Linked DNA regions of Sus scrofa: region 1 is linked to region 2. Evidence: chromatin contacts called from public Hi-C data. All regions are on one chromosome and are shown on one strand. The core of a region is the stretch at or near the end of the contact, and the rest is flanking DNA. Distances in the headings are between cores, read along the strand shown. Region 1 holds the start of CLDN2 (claudin 2). Region 2 holds the start of RIPPLY1 (protein ripply1).

The links. Hi-C and Micro-C count contacts between places; a contact is called where the count stands out from the background.
Region 1: a contact with region 2 is called in a Hi-C map of liver, with 12 times the contacts expected there. The contact joins the promoter of CLDN2 here to the promoter of RIPPLY1 in region 2. A contact is called at or near these places in 1 of 5 promoter capture datasets (liver), 8 of 47 Hi-C or Micro-C datasets (embryonic fibroblasts, liver, psoas muscle and 1 more) and 1 of 2 datasets of contacts at active chromatin or transcription factors (skeletal muscle).

What each region holds. Positions count from the first base shown.
Region 1 is chrX:87,349,020-87,354,276 of Sscrofa11.1, forward strand. It overlaps CLDN2 (claudin 2), which reads left to right and starts at 3,950. Exons shown (of 1, transcript NM_001161638.1): 1 at 3,950-4,903. The coding sequence starts at 4,085. The coding sequence ends at 4,777.
Region 2 is chrX:87,317,300-87,322,219 of Sscrofa11.1, forward strand. RIPPLY1 (protein ripply1) reads right to left here and starts at 2,281. Exons shown (of 4, transcript XM_013986325.2): 1 at 1,180-2,281; 2 at 104-158. The coding sequence starts at 1,331.

The DNA of each region.
Region 1 (5,257 bases), core at 2,700-5,199, 33 kb after region 2:
ATAATATTTTTTTTTCTTTTTAGGGCCATAGCCATGACATATGGAGGTTCCCAGGCTAGGGATCAAATCCGAGCTGTAGTCACTGGCCTACACCACAGCCACAACATCAGATCCAAGCCATGTCCGTGACCTACACCAACCACAGCTCACAGCAATGTCAGATCCTTAACCCACTGAGTGAGGTCAGAGATCGAACCTGCATCCTCCTGGATGCTAGTCAGATTCGTTTCCACTGAGCCACAGTAGGAATTCCCAAGAAGTGTTTATAATAGTCACATAGGACCCCCTAAAAAAAAAGTCACATAGGATACACTCTATGAGTGTTGCTATTTTATTATGTGAGTGTTGCTATTATTAGTAGTAGGAATAATATTACGATGATTGAGGTAAATAAACACAAGATACCATAAGAACACACAGGAAGGGAACTTGACCCAGGCTAGGGTAAAAGACATCTGAGTTGAGCCCCTAAAGGATGAAAAGGTGCTAAACAGAGAGAGAAGAATGCCGAGTCTCCTGCACAGTAGGAGCTGCCTGCACTCAGGTTTGGGAGCAAAAGTCGGCATGACATGATTGAGGAACTGAAAGTAATTTAATTAAGCAAAAGCATAGAGTATGAGGAGGGGAATGGCAAGAGATGAAGTTTGACAGGTCATAGTGTACAAACACGTTTGGACTTTAGCCGATGGGGAGCCACTGGAATGTTTTACACAGAGACTTGATCAGATTAGTGCTGAAAGATTACTTAGCAACAGCATGGAGAATGAAGTTGGAGGATGCAAGATTGGAAGTAAGACCGGGGAGAAAATCATTGCCATAGACCAGGGAAGAGAAGATAATGAAGCCTTGGCTTGTAGAAGCAGCAATGGGGATGGAGGATGCCCTGGGTTTGAAGTATCTCCAAGGATAAGACTGTGATGTGAGAGGCGAAGGTTAAGTGTGAGAGAGGGTTTCAAGAATCCCTTCTGGGAGTTCCCATTGTGGTGCAGTGGAAAGGAACCTGACTAGTGTCCATGGGGATGTGTGTTAGATCCCTGGCCCTGCTCAGTGGGTTAGGGATCCGGTGTTGCCATGAGCTGTGGTGGAAGTTGCAGATGCAGCCTGGAGCTGGCATTACTGTGGCTGTGGTCCCAGATGCAGCTCTGATTGGACCCCTAGCCTGGGAACTTCCATATACTGTGGGTGCAGCCCTAAAAAAAAAAAAAAAAATCCCTTCCAGGATTTAGGGATTTAGGTCTTGTCTGGTGCAAGAAGATGGAGAGAGGTATCTTTCAGTGACCACAGGGAGCCCAGGGAAGAACTCTTTGGAGGGATGCAACGGAGGAGGTGATGAGTGCTCTTTTGAACTTGCCAAATGTGAGGTGCCCATGAGATTTCCAAGTGGACATGTTATTTAAATAATTGATGGATTGATTTTTGGCCATGCCTGCAGCATGTGGAAATTCCCATGTCAGGGATTGAGTCTGAGCTATAGCAGTGACTACGTCGGATCCTTAACCTGCTAGGCCATCAGGGAACTCTCCAAGTGGACATTTTTTTAAATTTCTTATTTTTAATTTTTTTGTCTTTAGTCTTTTTGGGACTGCACCTGAGGCATATGGAGGTTTCCAGGCTAGGGGTCTAAACCGAGCTGTTGCTGCCAGCCTGTGCTAGAGCCACAACAACGCAGGATCCAAGCCTCACCTGCGATGTATACCACAGCTCACAGCAACGCTGGATCCTTAACCCACTGAGCAAAGCCAGGGACCGAACCCGCAACCTCATGGTTCCTAGTCAGATTCGTTAACCACTGCGCCACGACGGGAACTCCCCAGTGGACATTTTAAACAGGTGATCACTCTGGAAGTCTTTGAAGCTCTATGCTGCAAATTCAGATTAGGGAGTGCCATGAAAGGGTAGGCGGTTATATCTTGGGTGTGGACATGTTTGCTCAGGGACAGAGCCAGGACTGAGAAAAGGATGGGCTTCCAAGGAGGACTCACATTTAAGAGGTGATTAGAGGAGTTCCTGTCATGGCTCAGTGGTTAACGAATCCGACTAAGAACCATGAGATTGCAGGTTCGATCCCTGGCCTTGCTCAGGGGGTTAAGGATCTGGTGTGGCCGTGAGCTGTGGTAGGTCGCATACGTGGCTCAGATCCCGCGTTGCTGTGGCTCTGGCGTAGGCCGATGGCCATAGCTCCAAATGGACCCCTAGCCTGGGAACCTCCGTATGCCGCGGAAGCGGCCCAAGAAATGGCAAAAAGACAAAAAGACAAAAAAAAAAAAAAAAAAAGGAGTTCCCGTCGTGGCGCAGTGGTTAACGAATCCGACTAGGAACCATGAGGTTGTGGGTTCGGTCCCTGCCCTTGCTCAGTGGGTTAACGATCCGGCGTTGCCGTGAGCTGTGGTGTAGGTTGCAGACGCGGCTCGGATCCTGTGTTGCTGTGGCTCTGGCGTAGGCCGGTGGCTACAGCTCCGATTCAACCCCTAGCCTGGGAACCTCCATATGCCGCGGGAGCGGCCCAAGAAATAGCAACAACAACAACAACAAAAGACAAAAAGGCAAAAAAAAAAAAAGAGGTGATTAGAGAAAGAGAAATCTTGAAGAGAGTAAAATGAAAGAGACATCTTGAAGAGGGTAAAATGGAATAGCCAGATTGTGGAAAAAGTAGTGGGGTCGGAGGGTCTTCCAATAGCTGGAGAGAAGGATGACCCTTAATGTGTCGAAACTTGGTAAGAGTGGCAGGGGCTGGGGGGATGCTCACTGAACCCTGCAAAATCCCGAACAGCTCTGAGATGCTAAAGGCTGCCTCTTGCAAAGCCCTCTATTCTAGAGCAGTTATCTTTTCCTCTGTCTGTCCTGGTGCCCCTAACAGAGAGCTTAGGGAATGTCAGAACTCCCTCCAGGCCCTGGAACAATCTTTGCTCCTGAATCCTCCCACGTCACCTAAAAGGCCTAGGGATGGTGGGCCACCTCTGAGGAGGGTGGGCAAGAATTGTCGGGGTGGGAGTTCCTGTCGTGGCTCAGCAGTTAACCAAACTGACTGGTATTCATGAGGATGCGGGTTCGATCCCCGGCCTCGCTCAGTGGGTTAAGGATCCGGTGTTGCCGTGAGCTGTGGTGTAGGTGGCAAATGCGGCTCAGATCTGGCATTGCTGTGGCTGTGGTGTAGGCTGGAGGCTACAGCTCCGATGAGACCCCCTAGCCTGGGAACCTCCATATGCCGCGGGAGCAGCCCTAAAAAGACAAAAAAAGAAAACAAAAGAAAAGAAATCTGCGTGTGTTATACAGACAGGAGACCTCAGGCTAGCCTGTGGAGGAGGATTTGGGCAGGGCTGGGAAGACTTGAACTCTGAGACAGTGGACTGAAGGCTTTGTTGCCTGTCCCAACCTGCCCCAACCCTTTCATCATGGACAGGTTGACTCGGGCCTACATCATTGCTCTCTAGGCCTTTGGAGATTCGAGAGGTCTCTCACAAGCTGGAGTTCACGGCTCTATCTTGGGGCCTCTTCCTCCCACTCCAGTTTCCTGGAGTTTGGCCCCAGTGTGCAATTGAGGGGCCCTGTGGCACTGTTGCCGGGCAATGCGTTAAACAGTAGGCCTGGGAGACAGAACCGTGCCAGCCGACAGCCTGACCCGGAGTTAAACACAGTCCCCACGACCAACGCTGCCATCACCAGCTTCTCGGAAAGCAGCCACCCGTCTGGCCGCTGGCTTTGTCTGGCTGCCAAACTAATGCATGTGCCTACGCAGGAGGCGACGACATTTTGGCTCCACTTTCAAAGTTTTTTTTTTTTTTTCTTTCTCGTGTGTTATTTCTAAAGATAACAAAGGTCAAAAGGCATCCAGCATTTTCTGGTTTCTCATAAGCTTCTGGTCAATATTTAATCTGGTTTATGGATTTTTTTTTTTTTTTTAGGTCTTCTGGATGCCTTCTTGAGCCTGCTCGTGGCCACCCACAGACACTTGTAAGGAGGCGAGAGGTCGGCCTGGCGGAGACACTGTGCAATGAGGGATTAGAGGCCAGGATCCAAGGAGCAAGTGCTACAGCCGGGAGACGAGGGAACGGGCCCTGAAGACGCATCTACGGAGAGGTCGGCCATGGCCTCTCTCGGCCTCCAACTTGTAGGCTACATCCTGGGCCTTCTGGGGCTCTTGGGCACCCTGGTTGCCATGCTGCTCCCCAGCTGGCGAACGAGTTCTTACGTCGGGGCCAGCATCGTGACGGCAGTCGGCTTCTCCAAGGGCCTCTGGATGGAGTGTGCCACGCACAGCACTGGCATCACCCAGTGTGACATCTACAGCACCATGCTGGGCCTGCCTGCTGACATCCAGGCTGCCCAGGCCATGATGGTGACATCTAGCGCCATCTCCTCGTTGGCCTGTATCATCACCGTGGTGGGCATGCGGTGCACCGTCTTCTGCCAGAACTCTCGCGCCAAAGACAGAGTGGCGGTGGTGGGTGGAGTCTTCTTCCTCCTTGGAGGCCTCCTGGGCTTCATCCCCGTTGCGTGGAATCTTCATGGGATCCTGCGGGACTTCTACTCCCCCCTGGTGCCTGACAGCATGAAATTTGAGATCGGAGAGGCTCTCTACTTGGGCATCATTTCCTCCCTGTTCTCCCTGATAGCTGGGATCATCCTCTGCTTTTCCTGCCCACTGCAAGGAAATCGCTCCAACTACTACGATGCCTATCAGGCCCAGCCCCTCGCCACCCGGAGCTCTCCGAGGCCTGGTCAACCACCCAAAGCCAAGAGTGAGTTTAACTCCTACAGCCTGACAGGGTATGTGTGAAGACCCAGGGGCCAGCGCTGGCGGTTGGGGGGGGCTGGGTCTGTGAGAGCCAGTGGACAGCCTTCCCCCAGGGCCACAGGTGAGGGACATTGCCACTGGATTGCGCCAGAAGGTGCTGCTGAGGATAGACTGACTTTGGCCACTGGATCAAGCAAGGGCAGAAACGGGAGCTGCTGTGACAGCGTGCAGGTTGAACTGTCAAGATGCTTGCCAAGCCAGATTTTCGGTTCCCTTCATCTTGGCGCCCCGTTCCTCCCACCTTGAATCCCCAACTCTCCACTCTAAACCCACCCCCCACCCTAGGCCAGGCCCCAGAGGCGCCCCTCAGTCCTCTGGTTTACCTGAAACTCCAACCCCAAACCCACCAATCGCATCCCAGTGACTGACCTTCTCTGTGATCGAAGACCCTTCCTCTTGCTCGGGTTGGTTCTCAGCTCATTGCTGGGGGGTGGGGGTGGGAAGGAGACACGGTGGCTTCTA
Region 2 (4,920 bases), core at 1,031-3,530:
GCTCTCTGGAAGGGAGCTGCTCAGCATGAAGGCACGTGGCCATGGGCACATGCGACCGCGTGGAACAGGGGTTCAAACTCACCAGATCCGCAGGTTTCCTCACCTGCCTCCGGGGGTCACTTGCAGAGGACAGCCAGGGCCTCCACAGACAAGCTCCTCTAGGACAAGGAGGAGAAGTCAGTTGGTGGAGGAAGAAGAGACTGGATTGGGGATTGTGGGCCCCCTGAGATACATAGGAGGCCTGCCAAAAACTTGGCTCAGATTCCGCCTCCTCCAGGAAGACTTTCTTAAGGACCCTGAGTCCAGGACAATGTTATCTCACTGAGGATGATTGATTTACTTGTCTTAGAGCTTCTTTTTTTTTTTTTTTTTTTTTTTGTCTTTTTCTAGGGTGCGGCCCTGTCTGCAACCTACACCACAGCTCACGGCAATGCCAGATCCTTTACCCACTGAGAGAGGCCAGGGATTGAACCCGCCACCTCATGGTTCCTAGTTGGATTCATTAACCACTGAGCCGTGATGGGAACTCCCCTTAGAGCTTCTTAAGGGCAGATTTCTGTCCTGCTGTATCTGAATCCCCAACACCTACTAGCCTAAGGCCCAGTACACAGCAGGTGCTTCCCTCAATGCTTGGTGAAGGTTAAATGGTTAGAGGGATGAATGAGGGTTGGGCGGAAAAAATATCTTGCCCCCTACCTCCCCCTCCAGGCAGGAGAGCTCACAGTTCCACCATCTTCCTGGGCTGGGGAAAGGGGCCAAAAAAAAAATGTCTGGGTCCACCACCTCCCCACGAGACTTTAGAAGGTAGGAAAAAGAAAAAGGCAGTGAAAATCTTGTGATGTGGTCAAGAAAGAGACTGTCCCTCCATCACAGGCTTCTTGGGACTTTGGACCATGTTCCCCGTTCTACAGCCTAGGTCATGTTCGACCCAGGTTTCATGACAGTTCAGCTTTCGGCTTTGGCAGTGCCCCCGTCCCCGAGTCCCCTCCTGCCAGCCAGAGCGACTTGTGAGGTGACAAGCCATTTGAGATATTGCAGCCCGAGATGTGGAGCCCTCTGGGGGCTGTGAGGCTTTCGCCTTTTGCCTTTGCAGAGAACAAGGCACATCTAATGTCCCTTCCTCTCCCAGGAACCACACTAAGTCTGAGTTCAAGTTGCCCAAGGCCAAGTTCCACTTACCGTTTGCTTCCATCTATTTCTTGTCCAGAGGAGAGAAGGGACAATGGGCTTCCTGGGCCAGGGAGTGCCGGGGGGCTCTGCACTAGGGCTGGAGCTGGGGCCAGGGTCAGGGCTGGGGTGGGGGCGGCTGCAGCCTGAGTGGCAGAGTCCATCCTCTGGCTGTCACAGCCAGGCAGGCTGTGGGGGCTCCTATTTCTCAGAACCTCCTGAACTCCTTTGGCCTTTTCTGCAAGACCCTTTTATAAGGCCAGCGTGGACTCATAAATTATTCAGGGACCTGCAGGGATGGAATAGCTGGGACGACGACGAAGATTTAGGAAAAAAGGCTCACGCCGGGGAGAGCGGTGTTCCTGGGTGTGAAATCTCTCCCAGTTGAATAAACAGAGAGTCAGAGCGGGGTGAAGGGTTTTCTTTACCTCCAAGTCAGAAAGAAAAACACAAAAGGGGCAAATCGCACACCATTTGTGCGAATTCCCCAGGCTGCAGCAAGGCCTTTGAGGGGAGGGGGGGGAGGGCTCAGGCAGAGGAGGCTGGGGGGGGACGGGCCTTTAGCAGAGCCAGTTCCCAGCGACAAGAGACAGCTGAGCCGGCTCCTAAGGCAAGTGAGAGACTCACGTGTGATTTCAGCTCACACTCCAAATAGATTTCCCTGGTGGACCTGATATAGCGTCCTGCCCTTAAACTTATCACCCAAGGCCGGGGGGGGGTGGGATTCTGGGGGCGGGGAGCAGGCGCAGGCGCGGATGCCTGTCGGTGGGGATGAACCTTAAGTCTTCTTTCCACGCCTTCGCCTTTACTGGTTTGTTTGCAAAAGTGCCGGAATCCCCTGTCCAGCCTCAGCAGGAAGTGGTCCGGGAAAGGAGCGCAGGCAGCATTTTTCTAGGGTTTCCAGGTCAGATTCCAGATCTCAGAGCTCAGCTTCCAGTCGGGGAGCCAGGGTGCTGGGGGAAAGCAGAGCCCTGCCCAGCTGCGCAGCTGCCGAAGGGCCATCTCTGGCCCTGGGGCCTCGGGTCCCTCACGTGTGAGAGGAGGATGTGACCCCAGTGGTCCCCAAGGGCACCATCAGCCTGGACACTCTGTGACGTGGGCTGGGTAAATGGGTACTGACCTGGGGGCAAGCCCAGCGGCTCAGCCACAGTCCTTGACCTCAGCCAGTCTTCTGGGCCTTTGCCAGAAAGCTTCCAGTTACAGCTACTGGCAGGTTCCTTATGCTTTAGAGGTCCCGAAAATATGCCTCCTGACCTCAGTTGTCCAGCACCGGCGCAGATTTATTTAGCTCCTCAGATGCATCACAGGCAGATGTGTCATCGTCAAAAATTAGAAACCCCCTCAATGTCCAATAATAGGAAACCAGTTCTATTAATTAGGGTAAGTCCTTGCAACTGAGTACTAAGCAGGCACTCGCCATCATGTTCTGGGAAGTATGTTATCAACACAAAAGTAAAAATTAAAAAAAATTCAGATGCTAAAATAATATGAATAGGACTTTCCATTGTAGCTCAGCAGGTTCAGAACCTGACTAGGATCCATGAGGATGCGGGTTCGAGCCCTGGCCTCGCTCGATGGGTGAAGGATCTGGCATTGCTGTGAGCTGTGGTGTAGGTTGCAGATGTGGCTTGGATCCCACATTGCTGTGGCTGTGGTGTAGGCCGGCAGCTCTAGCTCTGATTCGACCCTTCGCCTGGGAACTTCCATATGCTGAGGGTGTGGCCCTAAAAAGCAAAAATAAATAAATACATACATACATAAATAAAATAGCATGAATAATTTGATTAAAGAGCTCTTTTTTTTCTCTGTTCGCCTACCCCCTCCCTCCCTCCAGCCTACTTCAAATTCCAGCCCCACTGTGTTTTTCTGTAGTAAGGAAAATTGGAAACCAGCCAAATGTCTCACTTTAGAAAGCCGGTTAAAGCAATCATTGAACAGTTATACAATTTCATATTCAAATTGGCTGGGTAAAACATTGGGGGAAAGTTAATATATTGAAAAGTGAAAAAAAAAGAAGCCTGTGCAATATAACTTAGAGTTACACAGTGTGCAGGGGCGGGATTGGGGGGAAGACTGGTTAGAAGAAAGGAGTGTGTGGAGTTCCCGTCGTGGCTCAGCAGTTAATGAACCCGACTAGGATCCATGAGATGCAGGTTCGATCCCTGGCCTCGCTCAGTGGGTTAAGGATCCGGCGTTGCCGTGAGCTGTGGTGTAAGTCACAGATGCGGCTCGGATCTGGCATTGCTGTGGCTCTGGTGTAGGCCGGCAGCTGTAGCTCCGATTCGACCCCTAGACTGGGAACTTCCATATGCTGCAAGTGTGGCCCTAAAAAAGCAAAAAAAAAAAAAAAAAAAAAAGAAGAAGAAAGGAGTGTGTTATAGTGGTCGGTTCTGGGAGTAAGATTATGGTAGGTTTTTACTTCCTTCTTCAGGCTTTTCTGAATTTTTCTACCAAGTTCCACAAGCCCTGATATTATGTGAGTAACAAACAAAGAGTTGTGACTCATTAAAAAATAAAAAGAAAGAAAGGTTTATCCACAGAGGAGACAAAACTCTTCGGGAAATGACAGCCATTTTCAAATATCTGAGGATTAGCTGCAATGAGATTATACACTTGTTCTCTGTAACTTCAAAGGGCAGGGCTGAAGCCCAGGGTAGAATCTACAGGGAGACACGTTTTGGCTCGATCAAAGGAAAACTTTGCCACAGCCCAGCCACCACCTAACCCAAAGGCCTGGCACTATACCGGCTCTCAATAAACAGAGGTTTATTATATGTGGTGAAATGAGTGGAGCCTTGGACTGGACTAAGCTCTCTGTCCCTGAATTGTGTAAGTGCAGCCTGGATCCTGGAAAGGAAAGTCTGGGGTGGGGGGTGGGGGGAAAGTGTGTGGGGGGGGTGGGATGGGGGAGGAGGCCTGCCAGGGAGCTCAAATTTCTATCCATCTCTGAGGCTTCTTGCTGAATTTACCTGCAGAAGTTGAGAGTGTGCTTGTCCTGTGTCACTGGCTCAAATGAGGGGTAAGGCTGAGAGGGAACCAGGTGGAAGAGACTGGGCTGGAAGGTGGCATGTGATGGACGAAGAAGCAGACTTCTTGTCATACCCTGGGAACTTTTTGATCTCTGGTTGGCCACGAATTCAGAACATAGGCAGAAGCGGGGAGAGCAGGGAGAAGAGGTAGATATTCCTCCAGAGCCCAGAGCTCATGCTCGGTCAACCTCGAACCTGTGTTCACTCAGCCACAGTTTTTCACAATCCAGGCTGTCCAGCCCGTTCCCTCCCGGAACAGCAGGCCTTGAGGTTCCTCTCACACCAGCTCCCAGCTTCCTCTCTGGGAGCCCAGGCCTGTCTCCATGGATCTTTCTTCTCCCCTACCTAACTGCTCTGTCTTACTACCTCCTAAGAATTGCCTCGGCCTCATTCAGCTTGTAGGAGATGAAGCCACGGGCCCCTCAGTTGGGCCTTTCCCATGGGCCTCTCCTAGCCTGAAGGATTTAAAGCCTGCCAGGTTTGCTCGGCAAAAGTGAGCACCTGGCTGTTCTCCTGTCAGCGCAGAACAGGAATGAGGTGGCAGCAAAGGTCTGGAAGAACCAAAATGAAGGACTTCCTGTCAGGGCTCTAACGGTCCTACCTCTGTTTCCCCTAACAGCCCTAGAGTGCTTCTGGGTTGTGTCAGTGACTTCCTTGCCAGAGCATTCTGTGAGGGCTGGGGGGCCTCTCTGGGCCAGACACTGCTGGGCACTGCCAGGCAAGG